Linked DNA regions of Sus scrofa: all the other regions are linked to region 1. A link is a contact called in public promoter capture Hi-C and targeted proximity ligation data. All regions are on one chromosome and are shown on one strand. The core of a region is the stretch at or near the end of the contact, and the rest is flanking DNA. Distances in the headings are between cores, read along the strand shown.

Region 1 (4,403 bases), core at 1,410-3,909:
GCCAAGCTAACAGACTCTGCTTATGGGGAGCTGGTTATGTTTCACACAATGATTAGTATATGATGGCCCCTCTAGGACAACTTGGAGAATCACCAAAGGCAAGTCCTCTGTCAGTAGAGTGAGTCAGGACTGTTTGCTTGCCTTGTTTTTGGCAGAGAAGACTGGGGTTTCACTTAGAAATTGGGGACCAAAGCAATTGTATTGTGAGACTGTTCCAAGAATGACAGGGACAGGAAGCAAAAACACTGGATGTGATCCTCAGTGTACATGCATCAGAAACATTCTGTCCCTTCCTTTTCCAGATTTGGCATCAAGTCCCAGGAGACTCTCCTAGTTCTTTATGTGCCAAGGAGAAATCTTGGTTTACACTGCTATACACAGAGACCATGCTCTCTTCCCCTTAGCCTTAGGGGAAGAATGATCTGGTGTGGGATCCTCAACATAAACTCCTCTCCAGGCCCCAACACATGGAAGTTAAATTCACCCCCCCGAAGAATTCCCAGAAGTCTAACCTAAGACATGAGATTTTCTCTGCCAAGGAACCCACAGGCAGGAGGGGGACCTCTCAAATTTGATGAAGAAGAGAAATTACAATAACTCCTCAAACAGAAGCAGAATCCCACAAAACATACCTCATAGCAGCAGTCCACAAGTGAATGCACTACGGATGAAACCATCACAAAGTCACCAAAAAGGTAAAGCCTTGACTACTCACAATAGAACTAATGCCCAGAAGTTCCTCCTCTCTACTAAGCAAGTAAATTTCAGCCTGAAAGGATAGAGAATAACTTCTCAAAGAGGTAATACTCCCAGATGACACCTGACTCATCCCCACTAAAAGAAGCATCTCCCATTTCCCTCTGAGGCACAATGGAGGCAAAGGAAAGCCATGGAAGCCACCAGACTCCTCTGCTCCTACTGAGCTAAGCAATCTAGGTCTCTGACTGAAAGTGGAAAATTCAATGAGTAGGGAGCAGGCAGTGTTTGGTCCTGGAAGCAGTCCAGGCTGGTGGCACCAATGACAAGATTAAGGTCAGAGACCTCGTGATGCCCTTCTAGTCACCAAGTTTTCCCCATCTCCTTCCCACATGGATGCTACTGGGAACCAGTCGGCTGAGACGATTCCCCCTCCCCCAAATGAAAACCTATGGAATCCTAGGGCTTGGCCAAAAATGCACAGAATGTCATATACAGTTAAAACTGTAGAAATCCAATAGAGAAAAGGGGAATTGGTTATAAAGGATTTGAAGGGACCATTTCACTTAATAACTTGTAGCGAGCGAGTTGGGAACACTCAGGAGTAATATATCTGGAGATAGTTATAACCCTTATGTAACATAAATAAATCTGTTCCCTTTTCTGTCACCAAGAGAAGCATCAAAAATACATCTAGGACCAGACCAGGACTCCAGGAAAGAATGGAAAGTTCTTCATTCGTCTAGCCCTAGTTCTTCCTCAAGGTTTTGGAATGGGAGTGATGTTGAAGATGATCAGAGACTAAGTTGAATGTGTTGAGGAAAGGGGTTGAGGGGATCCTCAGCTGTTTCTCTTCTAAATACTTGGCTAAGACTCAATAACAGGAAAACATCACCTACACGGGTGGCCTTGGGATGAGTGGCTGCTTGGAATCACATGCCCCTGCCCCTTGAGCCTTTTTGAGCTGCTCACCTAGCGCCAGGGAACTGGCAGGTAAGTTTCTGGAGCTTTGCTCACAGCCAAGAAGAGTTGGGGGGTACCCAAGTCAGAGATTGCAGGACAAGCCAAGTTACTAACTGGCAGGTGCACCCATGGCCATGACTGTCTTTCTAGAGGCCCTAAGTACAGCTTCAACCAACAACAAGAAAGGGCCTGGGGTAGGCCCCTACCCGGTGTCTTGGCGCACCATCTTTCAACAGAGACCTGACTGAGGAGCCCCACAGGCGAGAGAAGAGGGGCAGCGAAAGTGGGACCCCCGCGCCCCTGCGCCGCCCGTGGGATGCTGGCTGGAACTGGTGCAGGAATGAGGTGCAGCCTCCCTTCCCCAAGGGTGGCCCGGCCCAGGGCTGGTGCGCGGCGGTGGTTCCCCGCGTCGCTGCATCTGCTGCAATGCGCCATTTTCGGTCCCGCAGAGTTCTGCGCTGGGGGTGAGAGTTGGCAAGGAGGTGTCGCGCCCCCCACACCAGAGTCAACTCACATGTCTCAAACAGAGGAAGGAGAGGTCTGTCTCCTCTCCGGAGGCTGCGGCGTGACACCGGGTCAGGGAACTCTGCGGTGAAACCGACGGCAACGCCACGCTCCTCCTCTTGCTGACCACCTGGAGCTCTAGCTGCGGTGGAACTCACTGCAGCGGCCGCTCAGGCCCCAGTCTTTATTAGTGCTGGTCACGCCCCCGGATCACGCTGATAAACCTGTGGACCAATCCCCGCCAAGAACAGACGCCAGTCCTGAAATGAAGCAGGGAATAAAGCCTACAGTGCCCGCCCCTGGAAATTCGCCAGTCACGGCTCTCTTATCATTCGGACCCGGAAAATGAGCGATGCTGGGAGGATGTGGCCAATACAACTGTGGTTTGCTTACCTGTCTGACTAAGCGACAGGGATGGGTGGAACTATGGCCCCCCTCCTGGAGGGTCGGCTCCAGCAGTTTGAGTTGGGCTTTTTTGGTGCCTCCAAGCCAATCGCTGAGCAGTTCCTCGGTCCGGGCCCGCCCACGGCCCGCGTCTCCAGCCAATCACGCCGTTTCCGCCTACAGCGGCAAGCAGGTTGGCGCGTGGCAGCCGGGACTCCCAAACCCTGGGAGCAGCAGAGGTTCGGTTGTCTGGGCACCGCCCAGGTGCTCGGACCTGGCAGGCCTCCACCCCCAGTCTTTGACAGACAGCTCTGAGGAGGCTATATCCATCGAGGCAGAGCCGCAGGCTCCCCGGGCCGCTGGGCGGCGGGGATCCTTACGACCAAAGTAAATACTTTGGAGAGCTCGGTTCACCGGTTCTACACAGCCATCAAGCCCCTCGCTCAGTCTGTCCTAAATTTAACTTTCCCTCCCCAAACTTGCTTGTCCTATCCCTCTCGGTAGCTTACCACTTGGACTCAGTTGCCCAAACCAGAAACCTGGAAACCATGCTAGATTTTCCTCCCATTCATCTTTTTCTGCCCTCCTATAAATCACCAAGCTGAGCGGATTTTTTTCTTCTTAGTATTTCAATAATTCTCTCCCCTCCTCTCACTGTCCTGCTGCAGCTTATTATCCCTTGTTTGGCGTCCATCAGTTGTAAAATCATTCTTCCACGTACTGCACACCAACATAATGCTTTTTTATCACTTCGAATTTTTATTTTATATGTATGGAAAGTGGAGGTTTCTATAGATGCAGATTTTTACCATACATCACTCTCATGCATACATGCAAAGGAAAATAGAAAAGTAGCCTAGTGTTCATAAAACTTTTTCAGACACCGACTCTTACGATTTTTTTTTTCTTTTTACTCAGTCTTAGATGTGCATGATTTCCACACAATATAGTCCTCTGTGCATGCCATCAAGGGCTTTGGGTGATGCAGCATTTCTTAAAGAAATGTTCCTTTTCTGTCTGGAATTTTTCTTTCAAGACATCCATTTGGCAAATTTTGATTCTTATGAGCCAGTATGACAAATACAGTATGACCATTCTGGCTAATATAGTCAGACATCCCAATTTAGATGTTAAAGTGAAAAAAGAAAAGTGCCTCTTAAAATTAATGAAATATCATATCATTTTGTTTCATCTTGCCCTCATTCATATCCATCCTCTAAGAAACCACTAGGATGATTTATCAAAATGTCACAACCTGGAGCTCCCGTCGTGGCGCAGTGGTTAACGAATCCGACTAGGAACCATGAGGTTGCGGGTTCGGTCCCTGCCCTTGCTCAGTGGGTTAATGATCTGGCGTTGCTGTGAGCTGTGGTGTAGGTTGCAGACGTGGTTCAGATCCCTAGTTGCTGTGGCTGTGATGTAGGCCAGCGGCTTCAGCTCCGATTGGACCCCTAGCCTGGGAACCTCCATGTGCCGCAGGTGTGGACCTAAAAAGACAGAAAAGACCAAAAAGATAATAATAACACACTGTCTTAATTACTGTAGCTATACAGTAAGACTTAAGTATTTCTCACACACTGTTGTTCTTTTTCAAAATTAGTTAGCTATTTTAGATCCTTTGCCTAAAAGATTATTTTTAAAATGCATTTATGGGAGTTCCTGTTGTGGCTCAGCAGGTTAAGAACCCAACATAGTGTCTATGAGGATGTGGGTTTGATCCCTGGCCTCACTCAGTGGGTTAAGGATCCACCATTGCTGCAAGCTGCAGCATATGTCACAGATTTGGCTCAGATACAGCATTGCTGTGACTGTGGTATAGGTTGGCAGCTGCAGCTCCAATTTGACCCCTAGCCTGG
Region 2 (4,304 bases), core at 1,361-3,860, 47 kb after region 1:
AATGGTCTTTATAATGTTAGGCTTTGCTAAACTAAGCCTAACTGAACCAAGTCAAGTTGTTTTCCAGAATGTGTGTTTGCCAGTTTCTTTGTTTTCTAATGAATAAATATTTTTATATACTTTTAGAGGTTTTTCCTAAGCCTGTCTGTGTTTCATCCCACATTAGCCCAGAGGCAGGCAGCAGACAGAGGGTTATTGATCCAGGAGTCTGGGGCCTGTGCCAGCATCTGATGAGCTTCGAGTCCCTTGCTGGCCCGTCCTTGCCTCTCAACCTCCACACCCTGCACACGTGGCAGGATTGCTCCGCTGTGCAGAATTAGGCAGTGCCTAGGCTTCAGATCCACGCTTCTCAATCTGGGGGCAGTGTTGCCCTCCAAGGGACATTTGACAATATCCAGAGACTATTTTGTTGTCACAGCCAAGGAGAGGGTGCTAACAGCAGCTAATGAGTAGGAGCCAGGGGTGTTGCTAAATATCCTACAATGCACAGGACGGGTCTGATGCAAAGAGTCATCAATGCAAAATGTCAGGAGTGCTGAAGTTGAGAAACCCTCCTCCCCAGGGGCTGGCTGCTCTGTCCTGCCCACCCTGGCTTGTGCCCCTAATTCCAGCTCTAGACAGTGTAGAGACCATCCCCCAGGGATTTGGCACCACGTTTACAGGGTCTGCAGGATGTCAGCCCCTCAGCTGCAGGCCCTGTTCACCCCCTCCTGCCCCCCAAGATTTCTCTGCTGAGTCACCTGAAGCGGAGGCAGTGAGGCTGCTGTCATGACAACACTGGTGTCTTTGCTGTCATGACAACAGCAGACTGCGTCAGTCATGCTCCCTGGGCACTGAGCTCCCTCTTTTTTCAGCAAAGGACAGTAATGAACAATGACAAGCATGCAGCAAAGGGGAACATGCTTCGGGGAGCAGAGGAGGGTGGAGGGGCTCCTAAGGCCCTTGCCAGGGAGAGTATATGATCCTGGTGCTCCACTTCCCCAGCAGATTCCTCAGTGCCCAGCATCCCGCCTCCCTCACCGTTAAGTGCCCTCAGTCCCTGCTCTTGCCGCTCTTGAAAAGCCTGGGCACCGACTGTGCACATGGCTGCCAGCAACAGCCAGCCTTGGATCTGGGGCCCCAAGGAAGGAGGGCAGTCCCAGAAAGGGAAGGGACAGGACAGGCTTGAGTCGGGGTGCGGGGCAGCGTGCTCTCTGCCTTTTAAGCAAAGGTTATCATCCTGCGGGCTAAACTTAGCCACAGGCTTTTCAGCTGGAAAAGGGGGCTGGTCTCAGGTTACGCTGGGCCAGCAAAGAGGCCCCAATTCCTTCCACCAGCACCTGCTAATGGGCAACGTCCATTCCACCCTCCCCCCACCTTCCCTGAACCTTCAACACTTCAAGTCCTCAGAACCAACCCATCTTTCATCCTCTGCTCACAAACCTGGCCCAGCCCCAGCTTCTGAGGGACTGGTCTTGGAGAAGAATGGATTTCCTCCTCCACATCACGTCTGGGAAGGGGCTAGGGGCCCTTGTCCCCACCCTGTGTCCAAGACCTCCCAATCTTTTCCCTCTTATGGACACCTCACCCTGCCCCCAACATCCCCTGGGCGCAGCCAGTGAAAGGGAGGCCCTGACTGCAGGGCTGGCCTGCACGTCCCAGGATGGGGAGGGACTTCCGCTCTCACGTCCTGCTCTGCCCAGGGCTGGATGGGGTGAAAGGGACATTGTCTCCCAGCCCGGGCCGCTCAGCCCTCAAATTTCCCAGGAGCAACTTTGTGGGAGACCTCTGAGCCTCTACCTGGCCAGCCCCCCAAAGCGATCCTGTCCCCTCGCTGAGGCCCCAGCCAGCCAGGGCCTGGGGGAGAGCAGCTGGTGCACACAGGTCCTGGTTTGTCTGCTCGATTCTCAGATGTCCAGGCTGCCTGTCCTGCAGGGCATCGTGACCTTCAGTGCAGAAACTTCCCTCTCAGGCCTCCTTCCGAGCCTCCTTCCTCTCCAGGCCTCCCACTGGCCAGGGCCAGCCGCGGTCCCCAGCCCGGGGAGGCCAGGAGCCAAGAGAAGGGGAGGGGGGAAAGGGGAAGGGGGCTGGAGAGGGCCTTGCTGGAGGCCCCTCCCGGGCCTTTTCCTCTGTAGTTCCTGGGTCACTACCGAAGAGCCTCGAGAAGTTCCTCAATCTTCCCGCTTCTCAGCTTTTGAAGGGGGGGGGGTAGGGGAGACTGCAGCCGCGAGCTGCGAGCCGCGCCCCCAACCCCGGGTTCCGCTCCAATTTCCCATCCCACTGGCTCCCCATATCCTCCCGTTACATCCCTGCAGCAACTTTAACGTCCCTGGCTCCTTGGGTGTCCTCAGTTTTCGCCAGGGCCCCCTCCTCCTAGTCCACTGCCCCCTGCAGTACAACCCCAACCGGGCCAGGCAGCATCACCGGTCCCCTCCCCCTCTCCGTCCTCAGCCCACTTGTGTGGCGCGTGCACATTGGCAGAACCAGGCGGGTCCAAAGGAAAAAAAAAGAAGAAGTGGGGGTCGGCTACTCGCGACTTTACGGGCGCACGTAGCTCAGGCCTCCGCTGCTGGAGCTAGGACTGGGCGAGGCGAGCCCACGTCACCCCGCCCCCGCCCCGCCCCCTGCCCTATAAATTCCGGCTGCAGCCTTCCCCTGCGCTCTCTGCTCCTCCCCGTTCGACAGACAGCCGTGTGTTCCGTGCATTGCCAGGTAAAGCCTGGCGGAGTGGAGCCACAAGGGTTCGAGGACTGGTCCGAAAGGGACCGGGGGCCGTGCGCGGTCTGGGAGTGTGGGTGCGGGGCCCCGGCTGGAGCCGGAGTTGTGGCTGCGCCGGGCCGGGCCCCTGCATTGCGGGTTGAGGGGGAGGAAGGACGTGCAGAAGAGCAGAGCGAGGATGGAGGCCTGGGGGAGGGGCGGGGAGGGCACCGTCGGGCTCCAGCCGCTTTGCCCCGCGATCTAATGTTCTCTTTCCTCTGCCGGCAGCCGCGTCCCTGAGACACGATGGTGAAGGTCGGAGTGAACGGGTGAGTTAGGGGGTGGGGCAGGGTGGGGCAGTAAGTACTGCAGCCCCCACCAAATTGCGTCCGCAGGTCTCGCCCTACCGGGTCTGTGCAAGCATGTGGGGGACTTGGATGGGGTGGTCGTACCCCACCCCCAAGGAGAACTCAAGGTCAGCGCTCGGACCTGGAGGAGGCCCTCGCAAGGCCTCGTGTCCCCCATCCCTGGCTGTTGCGCGTTCTGTAACTCCGCCTCTGCGGAGCCTTCCTCTTCACCTGCCGCAGATACACAGCCCTGGAGTCTCCAATTCTTGCTTTGGCCCCATCCCCTAATCCCCCAGCTGGGGCTCTTTCTTTCCTTTCGCGCCCTGCGGGGTCACGTGAAGGGGAGGAGCCCATCCCCCCAGCCGCAACCAGTGCCCCCAGCCGGGCAGCCCCGGGATGCAGGAGGCACAGCTGCTGTGCAGAACCAGCTGGGAGGGGGCATCTGCGGTAACCTAGCCGCCATGTTGCAACTAGGAAGGAAATGAATGAACCGCCGTTAGGAAATCTTCCTGAGTCCTTCAATCTTTCTCCTTACTTGCCCATGACTAAGCCTTCTACCCCTGCCTCGTGGGGTGGAGTCTCCTTTATCCGGTAACCCAGGTCCGGCCACGCTTTCCCCTTCTTAGTCAGCTGGACCTCAGCTCTTAGCAAACTAACCCTAGAGCATCCCTTCAAGCCCCAGCCAGATTCCCCCCCCCGGGGATGAGGGGATGCTTTTTCTGGATGGTTCTCTGATGAATCAAAAACGGGGCTTTATGGGGGTGGTCTTGGGTTGTTTCCGGGTTGTTTCCCTTCTCTTTCTCCGGAGAGGTGTGGTAGCGTTGGCTTGGTGCCATGCCGGGGGAGCTGAGTCATGGGTACTTAGAAATTTTCCACAAAATGGCTCCCGGAGCCGGCGGAGCCGCAGCCCCTGTCTCTGCATCAGTGCTCCTTGAAGCTGCTTCCTTCCATCCATGCCTAGGGTTGACCCCACCCTAAAGGCCAAGCTGTAAAGGTCACCAGGAGGATTAGATGTCCGTGAGCCTCGGGAATCCTGCCCTTCTCCCCATCCCCTCTTCCAGAAACCAGATCCCCACTCCACCCTAAGCTGGGGTTAAATATAGCTGCCTGACCTTTCTGCAGCTGGGGGCCTGGGCTTCTCCCTCTCCTTCCCCCCCGCTCCCCACACGTCTATTGCTCCCACTCCTGATTTTGGGAAAAGAGCTAACAAAGACAGGTTCCTAACAAATCAGAAGCCCGGGATTCTGGGTTTGAGAAACGGCTTTCCCTTTTGTAGGAGGG
Region 3 (3,962 bases), core at 713-3,212, 47 kb before region 1:
CCTACCTCACAGCCAGTATTTCTTCCCACCTGACCAATGATGATCTAGGCCCAGCACAGATACAGAGGCAACAGACATCTACAGACCCCTTTACCAGTTCCTTATTCCTTATCACTCATAGTGGTCTTGCTTCTCAGGTCAAACCAACCAAAAGTGATGAACCAAATCAAACTCATGCTAAGCTTCACATAAGTTTTGGGGTTTTTAAAATTATTGTTTAAGTACAGTTGATTTACAATGTTATGCCAATTTCTGCTGCACAGCAAAGTGACCCAGTCATACATATATATACATTCCCTGTTTTATATTATCTTCCATCATGGTCTACACCAAGAGACTGGATACAATTTCCTGTGCTATACAGCAGGACCTCATTGATTATCCATTCTAAATGTATAGTTTGCCTCTACTAACCCCAAACTCCCAGACTATCCTACTCCCTCCCCCTCCCCCTCCCCCTCCTCCTCCCCCTTGGCAATCATAAGTCTGTTCTCTCTATGTCTGTGAATCTTTCTGTTTTGTAGATAGGTTCATTTGCGTCAGATTTTAGATTCCACATATAAGTGATATCATATGGTATTTGTCTTTTTTCTGTCTGATTTCCTTCACTTACTATGAGAATCTCTAGTTGTATCCATGTTGCTGCAAATGGCATTATTTTGTTCTTTTTTATGGCTGAGTAGTATTCCATTGTGTATATATACCACATCTTCTTAATCCATTCGTCTGTTGACGGACATTTAGGTTGTTTCCATGTCTTGACTATTGTGAATAGTGCTGCAGTGAACGTAAGGGTGCATGCATCTTTTTGAATTATTGTTTTGTCTGGAGTGAGGCTGCCCAGGAGTGGGACTTCACATAAGTTTTAATCATTGGGATAATCTGTGTATATTTAGTATTTAAAGTTTTGGTAATACTGAAAATAATTTAACATGGGAGAGCTATAAAAATTAGCCTCATTATTCTATTAAAATGTGTAATTGATTTTCAATTAATGATTCTAAGTTTAAGGGGTTCAAAGTGTTGACTGTAAATAGAATTATAAAGTTTGAGGGATTTTATGATTTGGTATGGCTATCATTCATTACACTTACAAAAACTGTTTAAGTATTTAGGAAGTATTTTCTTGTTAGGGTCATAAGCCCATTCAGTTATGTATCTAAGTACTTAAAAAGAAAATAAAACGTGAAATTTAGATACGCAACTTAATATATTTTTAAAAATTCAGTGGACTATAGATGTAAATGGAATTGATTATTACTGGAATTTAGATTGTTCAACTTAAGTTAATTTTAAAAAGTAAAAATTGGAGTTCCCATTTTGGCTCAGTGGAAACAAATCTGACTAGCATCCATGAGGACGCAGGTTCAATCCCTGTCCTCAATCAGTGGGTTAAGGATCCAGCATTGCTGTGAGCTGTGGTGTAGGTCACAGAGGCGGCTCAGATCTGAGGTTGTGGCGTGGCCAGCAGGTACAGTTCTGATTTGTGCCTAGCCTGGGAACCTCCAGATGCTGTTGGTGCAGCCCTAAAAAGACCAAAAAAAAAAAAAAAAAAAAAAGTAAAAATTATTGGGGAGATTCTGAGAAGATGGCAGAGTAGGAAGCAACAGGAATCTGGCTTCTTTCCTACAGGACTACTGCCCTGGCAGAGTCTGTCTTTTGTAACTAGTTTGGAACTCTGGAGTCTGGTTGAAGGCTTGCAATGTCCAGAGAAAGACTTGGACAGTAAATTGTGTTTGATTTTGGTCAATATCAGCTATTAGCACAAAACAACACCCCCTTGCCTACCAGCCAGGTGGCAGGCAGCTGTGCGTGTGTTCCTGGAGCAGCTTGCACATAGCTTGGGAGAGTCAGGGTGGGCATAAAGGGCCCCATCTTCTAAATATTGGGAGTCGGTGCCCTGATGGCTGCTGCTTCTGATTACAAAGAGGCCAGTAGCCATTGTTGCACCTCCCCTACCCATTACAAGCCCCTCCCATTCTAGCTGAAGTGACTTCACATGAACTTAAAGGGCCAGTGCCCTTTTCTCCCTTCATTTTTTTTTTTTCCTTTTTTAGGAGCCAGACATGGAAGACTAGGACATTCAAAAACAAATGCATATATGAGGAAAATTAGAAAGTTACAATGTAAGATGGAGGTGTAAAGGAATACAGCTTTTATATGTTCTTTAAATTAAGCTGGTATAAACTCAAACTATAGTGTTATACCTTTAGGATGTTAAGTGTTCCCCATGGTAACCACAAAGAAAATAGCTGTAGAATATACACAAAAGAAATGAGGAAGGAATATAAATATTTCACTACCAAAAATCAACTAAACAAAAAAAGATAGGAATGCAGGAAATGAAGGGAAAAAGCTAAGAGGCAATAGAAGACAAATAACACAATAAGAGAAGCAAGTCCCTTCTTATTAGTAATTACTTCAAATGTAAATGGATTAAGCTCCTCAATCAAAAGACAGAAATCAGCAAGATTGATAAAAACACCTGATCCAACTCTATGTCACCTACAAGAGACTCACTTGAGATCCAAAGACACAAACAGGTTGAAAGTGAAAGGATGGAAAAAGATACTCCATGCAAATAGTGACAAAGCACTAATATCAGACAAAATAGACTTTAAATCAAAAAAAGTTACAAGAGACAAAGGATATGTATATCAATAGAAGATTCAATACAGCAAGAAGATATAATTATAAACATACATACACCTAATGATAGACCAGCAAAATATGCAAAACAAAAACTGACAGGAGTTCTTGATGTGGCTCAGTGGGTTAAGAACCTGTCTAGTATCCATGAGGATGCAGGTTTGATTTCTGGCCTCGCTCAGTGGGTTAAGTATCTCCTGTTGCCACAAACTGCAGCACAGGTTGCAGATGTGTCTCAGATACGGCATTCTGTCACTGTGGTGTAGGGCCAGCAGCTGCAGCTCTGGTTCAGCCCCTAGCCTGGGAACTTCCACATGCAGCCTTAAAAAGACAAAAAAGAAAAAGAAAAAGAAAAAAAATGACAGAATTGAGGGGAGAAATAAACAGTTCTACAAAAATAGCCGAAGACATCAATACTCCATTCACAATAACTATAGAACAACCAGACAGAAGTAAGGAAACAGAAAACTTAAACACAATGAAATAACTAGGTCTAACAGACTTATATAGGACACTACCCACTATCAACAGCATACACATCCGTCTCAACTACATGCATAACATTTTCCAGGATAGACCATATGTTAGGCAATAAATTAAATCTCCTACCTAAAGAAACAAAAGACCTGTACTCTGAAAACTACAAGCCACTGATGAAAGAAATCAAAGATGACACAAACAGATGGAAAGACATACCATGCTCTTTCATTGGAAGAGTCAATATTATCAAAATGACTATACTACCCAAGGCAATCTACAGATTCAATGCAATCCCTATCAAATTACCAAGGACATTTTTCACGGAACTTGAACAAAATATTTTGAAGTTTGTTTGGAAGTGCAAAAGACCCAGAATAGCCAAAGACATCCTGAAAAAGAAAAATGGAGCTGGAGGAATCAGGCTTCCGGACTTCAGACTATACTACAAAGCAGTAGTCGTCAAAACTGCATGGTACTGGCACAAAGACAGACATATAGATCAGTGGAACAAGATAGAAAGCCCAGAATTAAACCCATGCACTTACAGCCAACTAATCTATGACAAAGGAAGCAAGACTATACAATGGAGAAAGGACAGCTTGTTCAATAAGTGGTGCTGGGAAAACTGGACAGCCACATGGAAAAGAATGAAATTAGAACACTCCCTAACACCATACACAAAAATAAACTCCAAATGGATTAAAGACCAAGATAGAAGACCAGACACTATCAAGCTCCTAGAGGATAACATAGGCCAAACACTCTCTGACATAAACGACAGCAACATCTTCTCAGATCCACCTATCAGAGTATTGACAATAAAAAGAAAAATA

Evidence for each region. Promoter capture Hi-C pulls out the DNA fragments that hold promoters and counts their contacts.
Region 2: a contact with region 1 is called in a targeted proximity ligation map of alveolar macrophages. A contact is called at or near these places in 8 of 47 Hi-C or Micro-C datasets (blood, brain, embryonic fibroblasts and 3 more) and 2 of 2 datasets of targeted methods (alveolar macrophages and skeletal muscle).
Region 3: a contact with region 1 is called in a promoter capture Hi-C map of liver, with 6 times the contacts expected there. A contact is called at or near these places in 2 of 5 promoter capture datasets (fetal liver and liver), 33 of 47 Hi-C or Micro-C datasets (adipocytes, alveolar macrophages, blood and 16 more) and 2 of 2 datasets of targeted methods (alveolar macrophages and skeletal muscle).

Annotation. Positions count from the first base shown.
Region 1 is chr5:64,179,752-64,184,154 of Sscrofa11.1, reverse strand. It overlaps VAMP1 (vesicle-associated membrane protein 1), which reads right to left and starts at 2,659. Exons shown (of 6, transcript XM_005653160.3): 1 at 2,557-2,659; 2 at 2,174-2,423. The coding sequence starts at 2,175.
Region 2 is chr5:64,132,326-64,136,629 of Sscrofa11.1, reverse strand. GAPDH (glyceraldehyde-3-phosphate dehydrogenase) reads left to right here and starts at 2,610. Exons shown (of 12, transcript NM_001206359.1): 1 at 2,610-2,691; 2 at 2,965-3,005. The coding sequence starts at 2,983. It overlaps LOC110260753 (a long non-coding RNA gene), which reads right to left and starts at 1,749. Exons shown (of 3, transcript XR_002344125.1): 1 at 1,423-1,749. It overlaps NCAPD2 (condensin complex subunit 1), which reads left to right. Exons shown (of 32, transcript XM_021092430.1): 32 at 1-125.
Region 3 is chr5:64,226,296-64,230,257 of Sscrofa11.1, reverse strand. No RefSeq gene overlaps it. Among named protein-coding and RNA genes, the nearest start is that of TRNAD-GUC, 13 kb to the right of the region's middle.